Regions from separate parts of the Sus scrofa genome. Here region 2 is linked to region 1. Evidence: chromatin contacts called from public Hi-C data. All regions are on one chromosome and are shown on one strand. The core of a region is the stretch at or near the end of the contact, and the rest is flanking DNA. Distances in the headings are between cores, read along the strand shown. Region 1 overlaps LOC110256901 (a long non-coding RNA gene). Region 2 holds the start of LPAR1 (lysophosphatidic acid receptor 1).

Region 1 (3,563 bases), core at 209-2,708:
GCTTAGCCACTCTCAAATCTTGTTGGATTCTTCCAAGGCACCTACACCAGTGAAGACTAGTAAGAAGCAGGTGCCTAAGACCCCCAGGAGGAGGCTTTTCCTCTGATCTTATGGTCCATGTTCAACTCAAGCCCAAGACCACAGAAATAAATATATATATATGGCATTCAGAATTTCTCCTTCATGTTTGAAAGCCTCTAATTTCTAAGGTAAGAGATTTGCAAGTCAATCCTGATTAAGCTTCTTTAAGTAGATCCCATGTGTCCTGTAATTAACAGAAATTCTAGCATTTGGATGGTACCCTTCCCTGGTTTCCTATGTGAATGTAGCCTTTTCTTCATTTCTAGTGAATTTCACATGCTACTGGGAAAGGCAATGTTAGCCATCTATGGTCAAGTAGCTACCTCCCCACAGTTGGTAACATCATCTGTCTTTGTCCTTTTTCTGTTTTATTTCACCTCTTCCTTTGAGTCCTTGTCTCATGCTTTCTCTCAGCACTCATAAAAAGGTATGAGGCAAAAATGAATTAGGCAAGAAAAGAAGTAATACATTTCTCTTACATCCTCACATCTTGGAGAGGCAGTTTCCTGTGAGCTCTGCTTCTTCTCCCTGATCTCACATCTACCTAGCTAACAACTTCTCAGCTCAAATACTCTCCTCTCTGGAGAGTTACCTCAGACAGGTCTCACTCCTGTGAGACCCCACATCTGTGCCCACAGCTCTCCCAATAGTGCTCTGCATATGCCCCCCTCACCCCCATTATGCTCTGTCATCCTTTCCCATGTACTCGCCCATCTCCCTGGCCAAACTGAACTCCCTGATAGAGCTACCTACCTACCACTGGATTCCGATGGCCATGCTGAGTGAATTAAATGAATGAACAGGTTTGGAAAAAAGAGAGAAAAGACAAGAAGAACAACTTTCTTAGAACTTCTAACCTGTTCCTAAATTGGATCCCATTTAAGATCTCTCATGCTGTTTTCAACTGACTGGGGGAGACAAATGTGAAGAAGAAAAAGCAAGCTGGATAGTGGACTGATAACCATTTCTGTTTGTTCTCCATCAAAAGCATAGTACATGTGTTAGAGGCCATCTTGCTGTAAATAATTACTAATAGCCAATAAGTATATAAACACAGCTTTTGATACTAGTTTTCCATATCATCCCCATTTCTTTATAATAAATGCACTATGCTGCAATGGTAGAAAAACGAATTGTCCCCTATGGAAAAGCTACCCATCAGCCCCCCGGCCCCTAAACAATATACAATCTTGTTTTTTATGGCTCTCAGCTGCACCCTGCCTGGAAGATGCTTTAGACATGAGCCAGCTTTTTACGTCTAACAAATGCCCAGTAAAAGACACTTCGAATTCCAGTTGGACTGAACTTGCCCCTGCTCCAGAGGGCACGTAAATGAATAAATACATCGTGCACACACATATGCACGCACACAATCCTCAGAGCAGCTGTGTTATATTATAAGTTGGAGGCCCTTTGTTAGTTCAGATGTTTCAGGTCTGTAAAAGCACTCTGGAGAAGAAATAAATATTATGAGTAAGTCTCGTTTCCAGGCTTGTAGTGGGGAAACACTTACTAGCAGAGTTTACTACAGCTTTATACTAGAACAATCTCGTAAAAGAATACCAGCATGACTCACTCGGCACATGACTGCTAAGACAAGATGGTGTTTGTTTTATTCCCTAAATATTCAAAACATGATTTCATTCAGACCTTTTCCCCAGATGGACTTTCTTTTCAATAAAGCTCATTAGAATAATCATGGATCATGGACTCCCAACCTTTCTTCTTCTTTTTTTCCTTAAAGTATTCATCTTCCTTTTACTTTACTAAATATTGAATATTAATAAAATTTCACCACGAGGGAAATGTATATATTTGAATCGTCAAAGGAAGGTCAGGAAGCTGAACAGGAACTTAGTGTGGAATCCAGATCATTCCTTTTGTGGAATTGGTCTTTCGCTTTGAAGGCTTGGGGTCTGAAGTTGACAAATTCAGTAACAAGAAGAGAATGTGGTGAAGATTGATATAAATGTGACTTTGTTAATTTACAAGGAGAAGGGACTCTTACAATAACCAAACACTCTAAATCTGCCTATCAGTGCATTCTCTTCTTCTTGTCAAACCCTTTGAGAAGCCAAATTATAATAAATAGGAACAAGAGGACAGGGAGAAGTTGATTTTTAATGGCGCCGAGAGCCTGATTTGTCCATCTTCCTATGAGGTCTTGTTAAAGGGATTAGAAACACTTTGCCATGCTCTTCCCAAAGCCTGGTACATTCTTTCCCCATTCTTCACTAACTTTTCCTAATCCATTTAATCTTACCTTAATTATCACTTTCTTAGAGAGAAAATTTCTGGTCTTTTTATCTAAGAAAGGGCCCCTGTTATATACTCCAGAGCTCACTGTAATTTCCCTTTGTAGCACCTACTTCAATCTGCACTTAAATACTTATTTGTTGCTTTGAGTCCTATCTACCCGTAGACTGTAGGCTTCAGGAGAGCAGACGCCATGTTTGTCTTGAGTCCCACAAGGTTCTCAGTACCACCGCAGTGCCTGGCCCCTCTGCAAGCATTCAGTACATATTTGTCAAATGAATAAATGAATGTTCATCCAGAAGCTGCCCAGAGCTGTGGCTAAAAGCACAGGTGCTGGATTCAGGCTCCCTAGATTGAAATCCTGACTCTGCTTCTTAATAACCATGTGAGCTTGAGCAAATTACAGAATGAGATCCCTTATCTGTAAAATGAAGACAGTGATACTGCCTGCCTCACAGCATTCTAATGAGGATTAAATAAGTTAATGGATATAAAATACTTGGAGCAGTGATTGGCATAGAATAAACACTCAAGCAGAGTTAGCTCTTAATAGTAATAGCTTAATAGCTTCTTTCAAAGCAGAATTCTAAGGAAAATTAAGTCTGCTCAAATTCAATATCCCTGGAACATTATCAGGATGGGTAAAATTAAGACTAATCTCTGAAAGTATTTATTTTTGTTTCCATAGTTTAGCAGAACATCTTTTAAATTAAAAAATCCTTAATGTTCCCATCGTGGTTCAGTGGTTAACAAATCTGACTAGGAACCATGAGGTTGCAGGTTCTATCCCTGGCCTTGCTCAGTGGGTTAAGGATCTGGTGTTGCCATGAGCTGTGGTGCAGGTTGCAGATGTGGCTTGGATCCTGTGTTGCTGTGGCTGTGGTGTAGGTCAGCAGCTATAGCCCCGATTGGACCCCTAGCCTGGGAACCTCCATGTGCCGCAGAAGCAGCCCTAGAAAAGGCAAAAAGACAAAAAAAAAATCCTTGAATTAAATATGTGGATACATTAAAACAGGTCATAATACTCAAGCCCTTCCAGCCTGGAATCCACTTTGTCTTCTTTTCATGATGTTTTGTGCCTATAAATTTATCTGCTATGCATGGGTGTTAAAGCTTAACTCTAACGGTGGCTGTATTATCCTTATTTCTGAGCTTTTTGGGGTGCCCCTCTGTAACAATGAAGAATGGACAATGATATTCAAAGTGGACATTTTATAAAATTCAGA
Region 2 (3,580 bases), core at 90-2,589, 360 kb after region 1:
AGAATTGGAGAATCGAGGGCAGAAATAACCACATGGCCTTATGCCTGTGTGTGTTAATGCAATTTAGTTCGGTCCAAAGAGCCATAACTCCAATACGCACCCTTTTCCCCTGGGGCTTACTACTCTGTTTGACAAAGGACTAGCTCCTTAGGAGAATGAACTTCACAGTTTTTCCAGTGCAGTCTCCCTTTAACCGGAATTGCAAGCTTTGAATCACAGACCTCCGGCTTCACAGTTATACTTAAGCTGGGCAAACCACACTTAGGCAAAGAGATGAAAACACAGACTGTGAAAGCCTGAAGGAATAGAAGATTTTGCCCTAATCACTGCAGTTACCTGTTTTCAAGACTCAAGTCTGTACATAACTATCTATTCCAGTGGGAACAACGCGTTCATAGTGACACTTTAACAAGCAAGCGCTCACTGGAAATCCACATTCACGAAAACTCCATAGATTACAACAAAAAAAGAAAGAAAAGTAGCAGCAGAGAGCAGCAATCTCAGGCCCCAGACTGAAGGCAACAAGTCAGGAGACGGTCATTCTTACACATCAAAGTCCAAATGGCAGCAAGAAAAACAAGAATAAATGGAAAATCCATTCACAACAAACTAGTCTTACACACAGGCGCGCACACACACACGCACGCACACACCCTCCAAAGGAGCCTGTCCATTTCAAAACCACCAACTTAAAGCCAGATTCCTCCCCTGCCTTAGACTCCCCAGTTACTTGCAAAACGTGTTAGGCGGCTGGACGGAAATTTAAAGTCCTCAGCCGGGGAGAGACCGCTGCGCGGTCGGCGAGAAGCAAGAGGTTCAGGAGCTCCGCACTGCGGGGCGCCGGGACCCCCAGCGGTCCGGGTCCACCAAGACGCGGCGGGGGGTGAGGGGGGAGTCGAGCGCCCCCCTCACCCGCCTTTTCTTACCCCACCCAGACCCAGGTAACCGGAGACCACCTACGTGTCACTTGGGCGGGTCCCAGCCGCAGACACCGCGCACAGCCTGGGGCCCGGGGATACGGGAGGGCCGATGACCCGGGCGGCTGCAGCAACTTCCCTGCCGGGGCTCGGTCAACTGGTTGGTCGGAGAAGCCGGGAGCGCCTCGCCTCCTGCCGGCCGGCCGGCGGGCACACACACCCACCCACACCCGGCACAGACGCGCGCATATACACACGCACTCGCAGCCACAAAGCCCAACTGCAGCGGGACCACGCACTCGGAGCGCGCCTTTGGGCAGCGGCCGCTGGCTCCGCGCCCAGGGTACACCGTCCGCCCGCGCCACCCCGCGCCGCGCGGGTCCCTTTACCTGCGCCTGCCGCCGCCGCCGCGCGTCCTACTCCCGCCGCCCCGGGGTTGGCCTCGGGCTGCGCGGTCAATCCCCGCAGCCCCCGCCCCGCGGCCAGCCGAGCCCGGCCCTCCGCCCGCCCCTCGGCCGTCGCCCGGAGCGGGGCCGCCCCCTGCGCCCACCCCGCCGGGGTCCCGCGCGCGCCGGGAGGCCGGGGAAGGCTCGGCGGCGCCGGAGCCCAGGCCGCCCGAGATCCGGGCGGGCTTCGCTGGGGGACAGGGGTGTCGCGGCTCGGGGAGCGCCTGCGGCCTCTCGGCCCCGACTGCTCGGGCTTTGGCGCGCTGGCAGGCGCGGCGGGGGAGGGGGCGCGGAGGGAGGGCCGCGGGAGCAGCGCCGACGCCGGCCCCCTTCTTCCTCCGCCTTCTTTCTTTTCTGCCGGCTCCACGTAGCACAAGTCAGCAACTCCCGCACCCTCCGACTCCCTCCCCCTCGCTCATTTCCCTTACCTGGTGCGACGCCCCCAGAGCCCCTACCGTCTGCGCTCCTCCTCCCCCATTCAGTGGCCGGACTCCCCGCCCCGGCTGCGGGACGGGGGCGAAGGGGTAGCCCAAGCCTCCCATTCATTACGTTCCCCGACCCACCCGCGGGCTTGGAGACCCACGGCCTCCAGCTCCGGATCCCCGCCCCCACCCGCTTCTGCGCTCACCTCGGCGCAGGACTCGGGGGGCCTCCCCCACAAGTTGCATTTTCATTTTGTCGCTCTTTTCTTCCCACTTGAAAAGCTCTGGAAAACATCGCGGGGCCCGCAAAACCCCCGATATCTGGCCTTTCTGGTAGTTCAGTTTCCAAACTTTCCGGGAGGCACAGTTTTTCCCAGCGCAGCCTTTAAGCCGAGGTTGCAAAGAACGCGGAGTCAATTTTGCTGGCGGAAAGGTGTACACGTTTCTATTTCTGAGTTTTCGATTGACTGGGTCTGCAGGCCAAAGCAAGTGTGACTGTGCTCCTCTAGTTCTCCATATCCATGATTATAAACTTCCCTTCCGCTTTCCTAGTGTAACTTTGCAAGTGCAAACTATCAATTTTAGAAGAGTAATTAAGGGAGGGTATGAACACCTGGAGGTGTGGGCGGGAGCCTCGCAGGAAGAAAGCCTGGCGATCGCTCTCAGGAAAAGTGGCAGCCACAGCGATTTCTCTGAGTTCTGGAACAACACCCAGTCCACTGGGGGGCTCTCAAGCCGCGCCACCCCCTACCACCTCCTGCCCTTGTCTTCCCTGGATGTTGGCAATTCTCTGCCTTCCGCTCCACTGCCAAAGCCACAACACAACAAAAGTAGCTGCTTAAGGGTAAAAAACGAAGTAAACTCTAGCCTGAAAGGGCACGTGGGGGACCATGACAGCAGTATGGCAGAGAAGTTGGCAGGAGTGAAACGAGTACATGCAAGAAAGAAACGCAGAACGGCGGCGAGGGAGGGCTGAGCTGGTAACTGGGTGACCTTGGGCTTTGCGTAAAAGCGAGGTCCTTGCGAGCAGCAGCGGGCGGGGAGGGGAAGACTTCTTGGAAGAGATGGAAACTTCTCAGGCTTCTCAAGAGGTATTCTTCGAAGAGAACTTGACCATGTCCCGCTAGTGACTGCTTAGAACCCCGACTGAGTTCTTCTTGCGGTTTTCACAGGATGCTCAGGGCGAAACCCTGGCTGCTGGTCAATTACTATCTGAAGCTCTTTCCTTTTTCAAACAATCTATCAAAACCCCTTTGTTTAAAAAAAAAAAAAAAAACTTTAAATGACTCTGCGTTTTCTCCTTTCCTACCAATTTATAATTTATTTTACAATAATCCTGACTAGGTGAAAAAATAGAAATTTTAATACATGTACAGGGCTAATATGTTCATGTACAGCATACAGAAAGGCATGTAAAAACTCTCATCACACAAATAATGAGAGCTGATCTAAAATTTAAAAAAAATACAAGGATGAATAGGAAAATGTCCACTATACAATCGAAAAATAATAGTATAGTCCACAGTATATTTGTAAGAAAAGAAAGACTATACTGAAAGGATCTTTTGTTTTCAACTGTAGCTCTATCCATCTCAGAAAACTCAGTTAATTTTCCTGTCTTCTTCCTACTGCACACTCTTTATTTACTGTTGGGTTTCTCAATACCAAAACTTCCATATCTAGGAAAAAATATTTTTAAATTTTATTTAAAATAAATTATTGTATTAGTTATAGCAATACTATCAAATAATTATTTAATTCAGAAATTAATTATTTCAATGGTTAGTTAGCCCTT

Evidence for each region. A called contact is a pair of places that touch in the nucleus more often than the background predicts.
Region 2: a contact with region 1 is called in a Hi-C map of fetal skeletal muscle, with 2.2 times the contacts expected there. The contact joins the promoter of LPAR1 here to the enhancer-like site in region 1. A contact is called at or near these places in 4 of 47 Hi-C or Micro-C datasets (embryonic fibroblasts, fetal skeletal muscle and subcutaneous adipose tissue) and 1 of 2 datasets of contacts at active chromatin or transcription factors (skeletal muscle).

What each region holds. Positions count from the first base shown.
Region 1 is chr1:251,617,298-251,620,860 of Sscrofa11.1, forward strand. All of the region lies in intron 5 of LOC110256901 (a long non-coding RNA gene), which reads right to left. Among named protein-coding and RNA genes, the nearest start is that of MUSK, 31 kb to the right of the region's middle. Within about 2 kb of position 1,459, at least 10 of the 83 cell types and tissues checked have an H3K27ac peak or open chromatin away from gene starts, as enhancers often do. A contact at or near this core is called in fetal skeletal muscle, where this site is marked.
Region 2 is chr1:251,976,846-251,980,425 of Sscrofa11.1, forward strand. LPAR1 (lysophosphatidic acid receptor 1) reads right to left here and starts at 1,340. Exons shown (of 4, transcript NM_001244357.1): 1 at 1,307-1,340.